Regions from separate parts of the Mus musculus genome. Here regions 2 and 3 are each linked to region 1. A link is a contact called in public HiChIP or PLAC-seq data. All regions are on one chromosome and are shown on one strand. The core of a region is the stretch at or near the end of the contact, and the rest is flanking DNA. Distances in the headings are between cores, read along the strand shown. Region 1 holds the start of Zmpste24 (zinc metallopeptidase, STE24). Region 2 overlaps Ppt1 (palmitoyl-protein thioesterase 1). Region 3 holds the start of Mfsd2a (major facilitator superfamily domain containing 2A).

Region 1 (2,826 bases), core at 165-2,664:
AGCACCCTGGAGGCAGAGGCAGGCGGATTTCTGAGTTCAAGGCCAGCCTGGTCTACAGAGTGAGTTCCAGGACAGCCAGGGCTATACAGAGAAACCCTGTCTCAAAAAACAAAAAACAAAAAAACCAAAAAAAAAAAAAAAATTTCAAACTTGCAATCCGGAGAGTCACGAAGGGCTGGGAAATGTAGTTCAGTGGGAGAGCACTTGCCTGGCAAAGAAACTCACATACAGTGTAAGTTAGAAGAAAACTGCAGACGAAAAGGACTGCAGAGCTCAAGAAATAGGTCCAGCAGTTAAAGGGGAAGGTTCTCAAGGACGACACAGACGAGTGTTGTCCAAACTTAGACACTGCAGAGCAGGCATAGACCTGCATAAGTTTGACGGCAGGGCTGTCCTTTCCTTTTATTAGACACCAACAGGCTTGGGACCCATTATAATGTTGCAGATAACTTGTTTTGTTGTTTCAAAGTCCATCTCACTAAAACGTTCACATTTCGAATTAAACTGTTAATTATGGCTATCTCCATGGAAAACTGTTAGCTTTTCTACTGCACTATTTAACGTTTTAAACAAAAAACCCAAAGAGAAATTTTAATGAAACACACACACATTGTGGCCCCAAACAACATTTGCTCTAATGAGGATTTTCAAACGGCGTGCGAGTCTTTGGAACGGTTGCAAAGTGAGGTTGAGCATGGTAACATCAATATCATGGGAAGTTATTATTCTACAAATTTAGCACCTCCACTTAGAAAGCCTATACCAACGAGGCTTGGTCAAGTCCCGGTCCAAAGATTCTTAAGACGCTGTAAAGCAGGCATAGACATGCTCAAGTTTGGCGGTAGGGCAGTTCTTCCCTTTCATTAGCCGCTTACAGGCTTGGGTCCCATTACAACGTTGCAAACAACTTCTGCCTTTCCAAAAACTCCTCAAAGCGGCAGTCACCATTAGGAAAAGTTAGGAAGCTCACCGGGGGTTACGGTTTGCTACATCCGGGCAAACACTAAGGGGCTTGGGTAGAGGCTCGGGCTGGCCTAAGGCTGTCCAGGGGCTCAGCCGGGGGAGACACGTCAATGCTCACCTGCCGCTGTGCTAGGAAGGTCTCCCAAAGATACACCGTCCAGGAAAAGAGCAACACCGCCCCGAAGATTCGCTTCTCCGCAGGGAAGTCCCACATAGCGTCCACCGATGCCCACATCCCCATCGTCACCCTATCTCACCCGCTCCTTTAGCGTGCACCGGTGCCTCAGCGACACGCGTCCCTCGGAGAGTGCCAGCGGTGTCACAACAATACGGGTCCCTTCCGAGGGCTTCTTCAGACGCCCATTCCCTCAGCTTTGCCAGAAGTGTCACAAAGACACGATTCCCTCCAGCCTTACTCTTCAAGGACCTACTTATTTCTGCTAGAATAAGACGCCCCACCTTCCTCACTTCCGCCTGAAGAATGAGCAGCGGTGCACCTGAAATATCCCTCCGGATTCTGTGTGCAGGGATCCAATTCAAAGGTTCCGGCCTTCTTCCTGGGAACGTCAGTGTGGTCGCCGCCTCTCCTTTGCTTTGGCGGGTTACCAGAGAGGGCAATGGACCCCGGTGCTTAACCGGACCGGATAAGCCGGGTCATAGAAATATTCCCTCTAGAAGTAGCTGGGAAGGATGAGAGAGGCTCTAAAACTTTTCCTTCCTTCTATTTAGTGCCGTTCAAAGGTTAGATGTGCATCTCCAGGATAACTAACCAAACGAGGCATTTGGGGTTGTTTGGCTTGTCTTCGAAAGTTCTGGTTTTGGGAATATTAGAGATGAAAATGACTCTAGTGATTAGGATTTTCATTTACACATTTCATCTCATCCTCCCCAAGTGAAGTCAGAAGAGGCATTTACCTGTGAGTCCTGGGACTGCATTTCTAACCTCAAACAGGCAGGCTTGGTAGCCACTGCCTTTAAGCCTAGCAAGACCTTGTTTCAGACACACACTACCACCACCACCACTACCACCACCACCACACATCACCACACACCATCACAGCTCAGTACCTTTGCCTTGGAATTCAACAATGAAATAGGGTCACTATGGCCCCTGTTACTACTTTGACTTTACTTGAAACGTGAAGCCAGAATTTTTCTGACCACAAAGTAAATGTTATTTAATTAATAGTTTCTATGAACTAATAGCACTTTGTATAAACATTATTTATAGTGAATTGCGAAATCTTTAGCTCCAATTAAAATATGTAGCTCCAATTTAAAATATGGTGAGATTGTGATGCTAAAGATGTTGAGATTAAGGTTTCAAATTTCTCAACCATGACTAAATTTATCTGCATGAGCGTAATCAGTAGAAGTTACTTGACAAAGTGAATTACTTCAATATAGGATCACAGATTCTTTGGCAACCAAAAGTTCTTTTGGGGGATTTTTTGCTTTCAGCAAAATTACTGATTGAACTGTTAGCTGAACTTTGAGTTTTGTTCATGGGCCTGGGAAATATTTTGTACTTGATTGGGTGTAAGGCAAATGGCATGAAAACAGGGATCACAGGCAAGTAGAGACATAGCTCTAACAAGTGCCATTTCCTCAGGTAGAAGGTCTTCAGAGAGGAGGCTTCGTCCCTGTCCTCCTTTTCCATGGCTGGTTGGATGTTTTGTACTGGCACCCATCATGGTGTTGTAGAGTCCTGTGGAAAAACACAAGCATAGCCTAGCCCTTGTGTCAACAAAGGGTGGATGCCACTGTGATGTTAGGGACTCTCTCCATTGTACCAATGGAAGAGTGGTATTCCTAGGTAGGTAAGCCCAATGTTTATAGGTAGGGCTTAATCCCTGATCAAAG
Region 2 (3,083 bases), core at 289-2,788, 1.8 Mb after region 1:
AGAAGGTTAGACCTGGGACTTCAGGCTTTGGTTTTTCATCCTTTTGAAGTCTCTTGGTTGCCTAGACACTGGAGTATGTTCCAGGCATACTGACTGAAAGCACCCAGTCACCTTCATTCCTTCTCTTTCTCAGCCTGGTGCAAGCACAGTACTGGCATGACCCTATCAAGGAGAGTGTGTACCGAAACTACAGCATCTTCTTGGCAGACATAAATCAAGAGAGGGTAAGAGCCCAAATAGGCTCCCATGGCTAGACCTTCCTTTCTGGCCATCAGAAATCAGCAGTGGCTAGTTACAAAAAAATACCCTGAGCAGAAGCCAGGAACCATGGGTTTTGTTTGTGTGTGGCAGTGCTCACTGAGTTTCAGTTCCTTTCAGGGTGGCTGGGCTGGAACTCATCTGACTCTCCTCCTCCCTGAAGTCCCCCCCCCCTTCCTTTATGTTGACATATTACAATAGGTGGCAAGCTGGGCAATGTGGAAATTTACAGCTGCTGTCTTCACAAACGACATTCTTCCAGGTGGGGCCCTTTAGAGCGGGTTTTCTCAGAAAAGACTTACTTGAGAGACTCAGGGAAGGGCATAGACTGTGCCCAGGCATGAGCATGGTTTGGGACATTCTGGTAAACTTAACGGTTCATTTTATATGATGGCCAGCTTGAGGGTGTTTGTTGTTTTAAGCAAAAAAAAAAAAAAGTTGAAGCAGATAACAAACAGAACAAAGGACAGAATCAAATGCCAGCGCCACCCAGAATTCTTCTTATTTTGTCATGTTTGAAGCCTATGACCTAAATGAGTAAGGTATATAGAGAGAGAGTGGACAGAACCCAGCCCATGGCTGATGACATGCCAGTCAGACAGGTTTTAAGGAAAGGCTGAACTTGACAATAGTGACCCTGCATGACTGTCCCCTCTAATTCCAGTGTGTCAATGAGTCCTACAAGAAGAACCTGATGGCCCTCAAGAAGTTTGTGATGGTGAAATTCTTTAATGATTCCATTGTGGACCCTGTCGACTCTGAGGTGAGACATGTCCACAGAGTACCAAGAGATTGTAGGAGGTCAATGATTCTGACCATAGCTGCTTTGTGGGCAAAACCTGGTCTCACAGCCAGCCTTCACCTGTGAACAAGGTGTCCCATAAATGAGATACCAAATCGGCTGCAATCCCCTAGTTGTACCGAGAAATTTATGAAAAAGTTATGTGGTTACATTCTGTGGAGGAAGGGCTTATGGGCCTGCCTTGATTCAGAATGACCAATCTTTCCAGCTTCGTCACCTCTATTTTAGTACTTGGAATGTCTTAAGCCTCTCTCACATGCCTTGTCTTTTGAGAGCTTCTCCCTGGCTTCTCCATCCGACTACTCCTGTTCTTTGTTCAGGCCACATACATCGTTCCTCTAGGACACCATCCCTACTCCCAGATTTTGGTTCCCTCCTTTTGGAAGGGTCCTCGTAGTTTGGTCTAGCCTTGAACCCAAAGTGATCCTTCTCACCCTCTTGAGTGCCAGGATGACAGGTGTGAGAAACCGCCAGCTGCTTCTGCATTTGAAGCCACAAACTGAAGCTCTGTCCACACTGTCAGATCACAGGGGAAGAGGGGAAGGCAGCCTAGGGGCCAAATTTCACTATATTTTTGAATGGCCTGTGAGCTCAGAATTTCTACATATATAGAGAAAACATTTACAATATTTTATCTGTGAACACTATTTGAAAGCCAAATTTCCATGTCTATACAAGCCTTTCATTAGAAAAGCCCTACTCTCTTCTCACACACTCTGTTGCTCCTTTTGTGTCATGGTGGCAAGTGAGTAGCCACAACCATGTTGATATAATCTGGCCTCAACAGAAGTCTACTGACCCAGTGCTATACAATGAATTGGTTCTGTGCCTTCTAGACTAGGAGGCTTCATGGGAAGGGGGCTTGTGTATTCACCCTTGAATGATTGGGGCAGCACAGGGACTTTCAGGGCTGATACACTCAAGGAAGGAAACACAAGTTCCAGAGATATGGAAAATTTTAGGATTAGCTCATCCCTTGGGATTGACCTTTAAAATGAGCTAACTCAAGACACATCTTTATGTTATGCATGATGACACATGCCTATAGCTCTAGCATTCAAGAGGCTCAGACAGATAGCCTGCGAGGTCAAAACCAACCTAGGCTACACAAGTGAGTTCCAGGTCACCTAAACCAAAAACCCCCTTCCCATTCTTCCTTCTTGCTTGCTGTCAGATCTATTACAATGTTCATTTTGCTGGTAGTTTTAGGTACTAGCTAGCCTCAAATGATTTTTGCAAGTGTGCTGGGTGCATGATCTGACCTGGCTTTCTTCCTTCTCTCCTGAAGTGGTTTGGATTTTACAGAAGTGGCCAAGCTAAGGAAACCATTCCCCTCCAGGAGAGCACTCTATACACAGAGGTAACGGAGGGACAGATCTGCTGTGGGAGGTTGAAACTATTTCTCTCCACCCTGGTTCCTGGAGCTGCTGTGTTTCATGGAGCTAGACTCCTGCCTTGTCTGTCCTAGAGCACTAAGAGCTTACAAGCTGTCTAACTAAGGTCATAGTAGGCTGTTTTCACACCAACTTCCTGGGTGCTGATTTCTACATAGGTACTAGATCCTAAGACCTCTTGCTCATGGTTTTTAAACACACAAGAGAAACATCAACTCTGAGGTTTTACTTTGGAAGAAAAGGTTTGGAACTAGCTTCCCTTGCGAGTTGTTTACTACAACTCCCAGAAGCCCCTAAGTAAATGCAGACATGGGCGAGGTTTTATGTCATGGCAGCCATGAGGTGTGGATTCTGGCAGTCTAAGGGTATGCCTCAGTGGTAGAAATGAGCTTAGCATACAGGATGACTGGGGTTTGTGCCCCAGCACCAAGAGTAAACCTGTCAATCTGCATTGACAAGGGGAAACTCCTTCGCCAGTCTCTCAACGGGGGCTGTCAGGCATCCTGTCTAGCAGTAGGTCCTGTATCTCAAGCAGAAGTTGCAGTGTCTCACCACATGCAGTTATTGCTTGCCATAAACTGGAGATGGACACACAAATGCCCAAGTACCATATCGAAACCACCTTTTAT
Region 3 (2,742 bases), core at 73-2,572, 1.9 Mb after region 1:
TGCGGTAGCAATGGGCCTGTCCCTACCTGGCACTAGCTGCCACAACCTGAAAATCCTCTTGCTGCCAAAAGTTCCCTGAGCCCAGCCCAGGCTCCCTCCCTGACGCCCCGCAGCAGCTAGGATCCACCTGCGTCCTGGATGAGTGCACCAGAAGGGGGGGGGGCGCCCAGCCCGCTGCATCCTCAGCTGTTCTTTCAATCTGTCCCAAAGTTCCCGGGCCCCTGTAGGGAGTCTTCAGCTCCAGGCAAACCCTTGAGCAGTCCTACCATCCATCTGCCTAACACGCACCCTTTCCAGCTCCTAGGGGACCTTGGAGAGGGGTAAAAAGGGCTCCAGGTGCAGGGCTCAGCCCTCTCCGGGTGGAGCACTAGGGGAGGCTGAGGTTGCCCAGGGAAAGTAGAGATTACTCATACATGGTAACAGCATAATTGCTTACTCGTTTCTTCCAAGAACAGTTAATAAAATTAAAAGGAAAAGTTAAGCACCTCCCAATTAGCTATATTGTGAGAGATTCCTTTCCTGGGGCCGCATGGTTTCATGGTGTGGTTAAATAGATCCAAAGAGTTAGAACGGATCGGAGAGAGAGGATGTCGAGACACGCGGAGCTCTGTGCATGTGAACCCTCAGTCACACAAACGCTTTCGGTATGCGGCTCCTTTAAGAGCAAAGCCCTTGTTCTTATGAATGAACTTGAGTGGCCCTCCTCAGAGTTAAAGCACGAGAGTGGGGGGTGGTGAGAGATGGAGAACCAAAGGGACTCTCAGACTTCTGGGGTCTCTTCAGGTCTAGGGAGAGAAACTAGTGTGGCTCAGCACAGTAGAACCTAGAGCGCTGGGGAGAGCCCCACGCCGCGTAGAGTTGCCGGCGCCTCTCTTGGCGCAAACCCATTGTAGGGGTGTGCAAAGGGGCTTCAGACTTTCTCCATCACTCCCGGTCCCAGAGCACTCCTTGCTTTTTTCAAGCTTCGCTGTACCCTGTTACCGCCAAGTGTCCCAAGGCCAGACCTAGTCTCCGACGCCCCTATACCCACATCCCGGCCGGCCCACCACCCCTTGCCCTCCTCTCGGGACCTCACCTTCACCTGGACCGGCCGTTCACTGGCTTGGAGGATGCTGGTGGGGAGCAGCCCCGCCGCGGAACCGCTCTCGGCGCCTTCTCCTTTGGCCATGACCCGCGGGCCACGCCGCGTGGGACCGGGACGCCGGGATGCTCTTGTGTTCTGCCGGCCGGCACTCGCCTGTGGCTCCGATCCTAGGCGCAGCCCCAGCCACTACTACGTTCGCTAGCACTTAGCAAACCAGGAACGCCGGCGATGAAAACTCCCTAGCACGTCCCCTCCGCGCCTCTTAAAGGTTCGGGCCTGCGCCTCCAGCCAATCCCTGCACGCGCCTGCCCATCTCGGCTGGCGGAGCCTCGCTGCTCAGCCACGTTCTCAAAGCCGGCAACCCACACCGCGTGCTCCTAACTACCTAAGCAAAGCTGAGAAACCCACCTGACTCGCCCGAGGAAACTGAAGTCCCAGGCTGAAAGTGACCTGTCCGAGGTCCCCCAGAGTGAGTTTTCCCTGAGTAGAGCCTGTGGCCCTTGACTTCTGAATCCCCATCAGCTCCTTTTAAAATCCGGAGTCAGGTGGCTTCTCCCCTCCCCCAAACCTGAGGCCATGGGCTGTAACTTTCATTATCAATGTCCCTCGTGTCTCAAGATCGACAATTTCCTCTTCCTCCCTTTGAAAAGTAGGGGCCTTTTTCAATGGGACAGAAAAATTACCAAGTCCAGTGGCTACCGCTTCCAGGCAGGGGAACTCGCAAGTTCTAAGAAGGAGCCATGGCCACAGCAGCCGTTTATGGGTAGCTTTCTAACAGGCTTAACATGACCTCACTGGGTGCTTATGAACGCCATCTGAGGGTGGTACTATTATTATCCCCATTTTACAACCCAGGAAAGGGGGACACAAGAAGAACAGCTGTTGCGACACAGACAGGCCAGAAAGGTTTTGTCCAGTTCCAAAGTCTTTACTCATAACTCTCCTGCTCTGCCCCTCAGCATAAATTACAGAAGGCTGAGCTATGTCTGTGCTCCCAGACAGGAAGCCCTGGGAGATACAAGACGCCAGCAGCCCTCTGTGTCGAAAAGAAAAGAAAAGAAAAGAAAAGAAAAGAAAAGAAAAGAAAAGAAAAGAAAAGAAAAGAAAAGAAAAGAGAGAAGAGAAAAGAAAAGCTTTGAGAAAGAGCATGCAGAGGAATGTGGTCCTTGAAAGAAGGGAGGACCGTCATCATCTAAACAGAGGCCAGGCATAGGTGCCAGCAGAGAACGGTCTTTGCTGCCTTTCCTTCCACCTCTGCTAATGGCACTCCAGCCTTCACAGATCCCCAGGAGCCTGGGTCAAGTCCAGCTCTCCCTCTTCAGTGAAGTTACTGCTTAGACTCTCAGAGACCGCTCACACAGGACCTGTGTTTCTCAGTGTCAAGCTTTTTTTTTTTCCCCTCCTCTTAGTTCAGATTGCAGGGAAGAGCTATTGAGATCTGACTCCTCCACAATGGCCACAGCACCCTTGTGTGCCCTGGCACATCACTGTCCAGAAACAAGCCAAGGGAAATAGTGAAGACTGTAAGAAGGCCTGTTGTCCCCACTGTCACACTGCCCTCTCTCTCTTCCATACTATAGGAGGGAAGCTATGGAGTCCTGTACAGTCTCTTCCAGCCCTAAATTCTTCACTCCTTTGAATGGCAGCATTCCAGAAGT

The links. HiChIP or PLAC-seq counts read pairs in DNA pulled down with a chosen protein or histone mark.
Region 2: an H3K27ac HiChIP or PLAC-seq map of large pre-B cells shows a contact between it and region 1, with 6 times the contacts expected there. The contact joins the enhancer-like site here to the promoter of Zmpste24 in region 1. A contact is called at or near these places in 10 of 39 promoter capture datasets (the 3T3-L1 cell line, cranial neural crest, embryonic stem cells and 6 more), 2 of 484 Hi-C or Micro-C datasets (embryonic stem cells and nephron progenitors) and 1 of 115 datasets of contacts at active chromatin or transcription factors (large pre-B cells).
Region 3: an H3K4me3 HiChIP or PLAC-seq map of stem cell-derived neural progenitor cells shows a contact between it and region 1, with 9 times the contacts expected there. The contact joins the promoter of Mfsd2a here to the promoter of Zmpste24 in region 1. A contact is called at or near these places in 11 of 39 promoter capture datasets (the C10 cell line, cranial neural crest, embryonic stem cells and 6 more) and 3 of 115 datasets of contacts at active chromatin or transcription factors (astrocytes, stem cell-derived neural progenitor cells and trophoblast stem cells).

Annotation. Positions count from the first base shown.
Region 1 is chr4:121,096,796-121,099,621 of GRCm38.p6, forward strand. It overlaps Zmpste24 (zinc metallopeptidase, STE24), which reads right to left and starts at 1,415. Exons shown (of 10, transcript NM_172700.3): 1 at 1,082-1,415. The coding sequence starts at 1,204.
Region 2 is chr4:122,853,458-122,856,540 of GRCm38.p6, forward strand. Ppt1 (palmitoyl-protein thioesterase 1) reads left to right here. Exons shown (of 9, transcript NM_008917.3): 6 at 134-224; 7 at 923-1,021; 8 at 2,349-2,420. Among named protein-coding and RNA genes, the nearest start is that of Ppt1, 19 kb to the left of the region's middle. Within about 2 kb of position 1,539, at least 85 of the 459 cell types and tissues checked have an H3K27ac peak or open chromatin away from gene starts, as enhancers often do. A contact at or near this core is called in hematopoietic stem and progenitor cells, where this site is marked.
Region 3 is chr4:122,959,866-122,962,607 of GRCm38.p6, forward strand. Mfsd2a (major facilitator superfamily domain containing 2A) reads right to left here and starts at 1,323. Exons shown (of 14, transcript NM_029662.2): 1 at 1,076-1,323. The coding sequence starts at 1,168.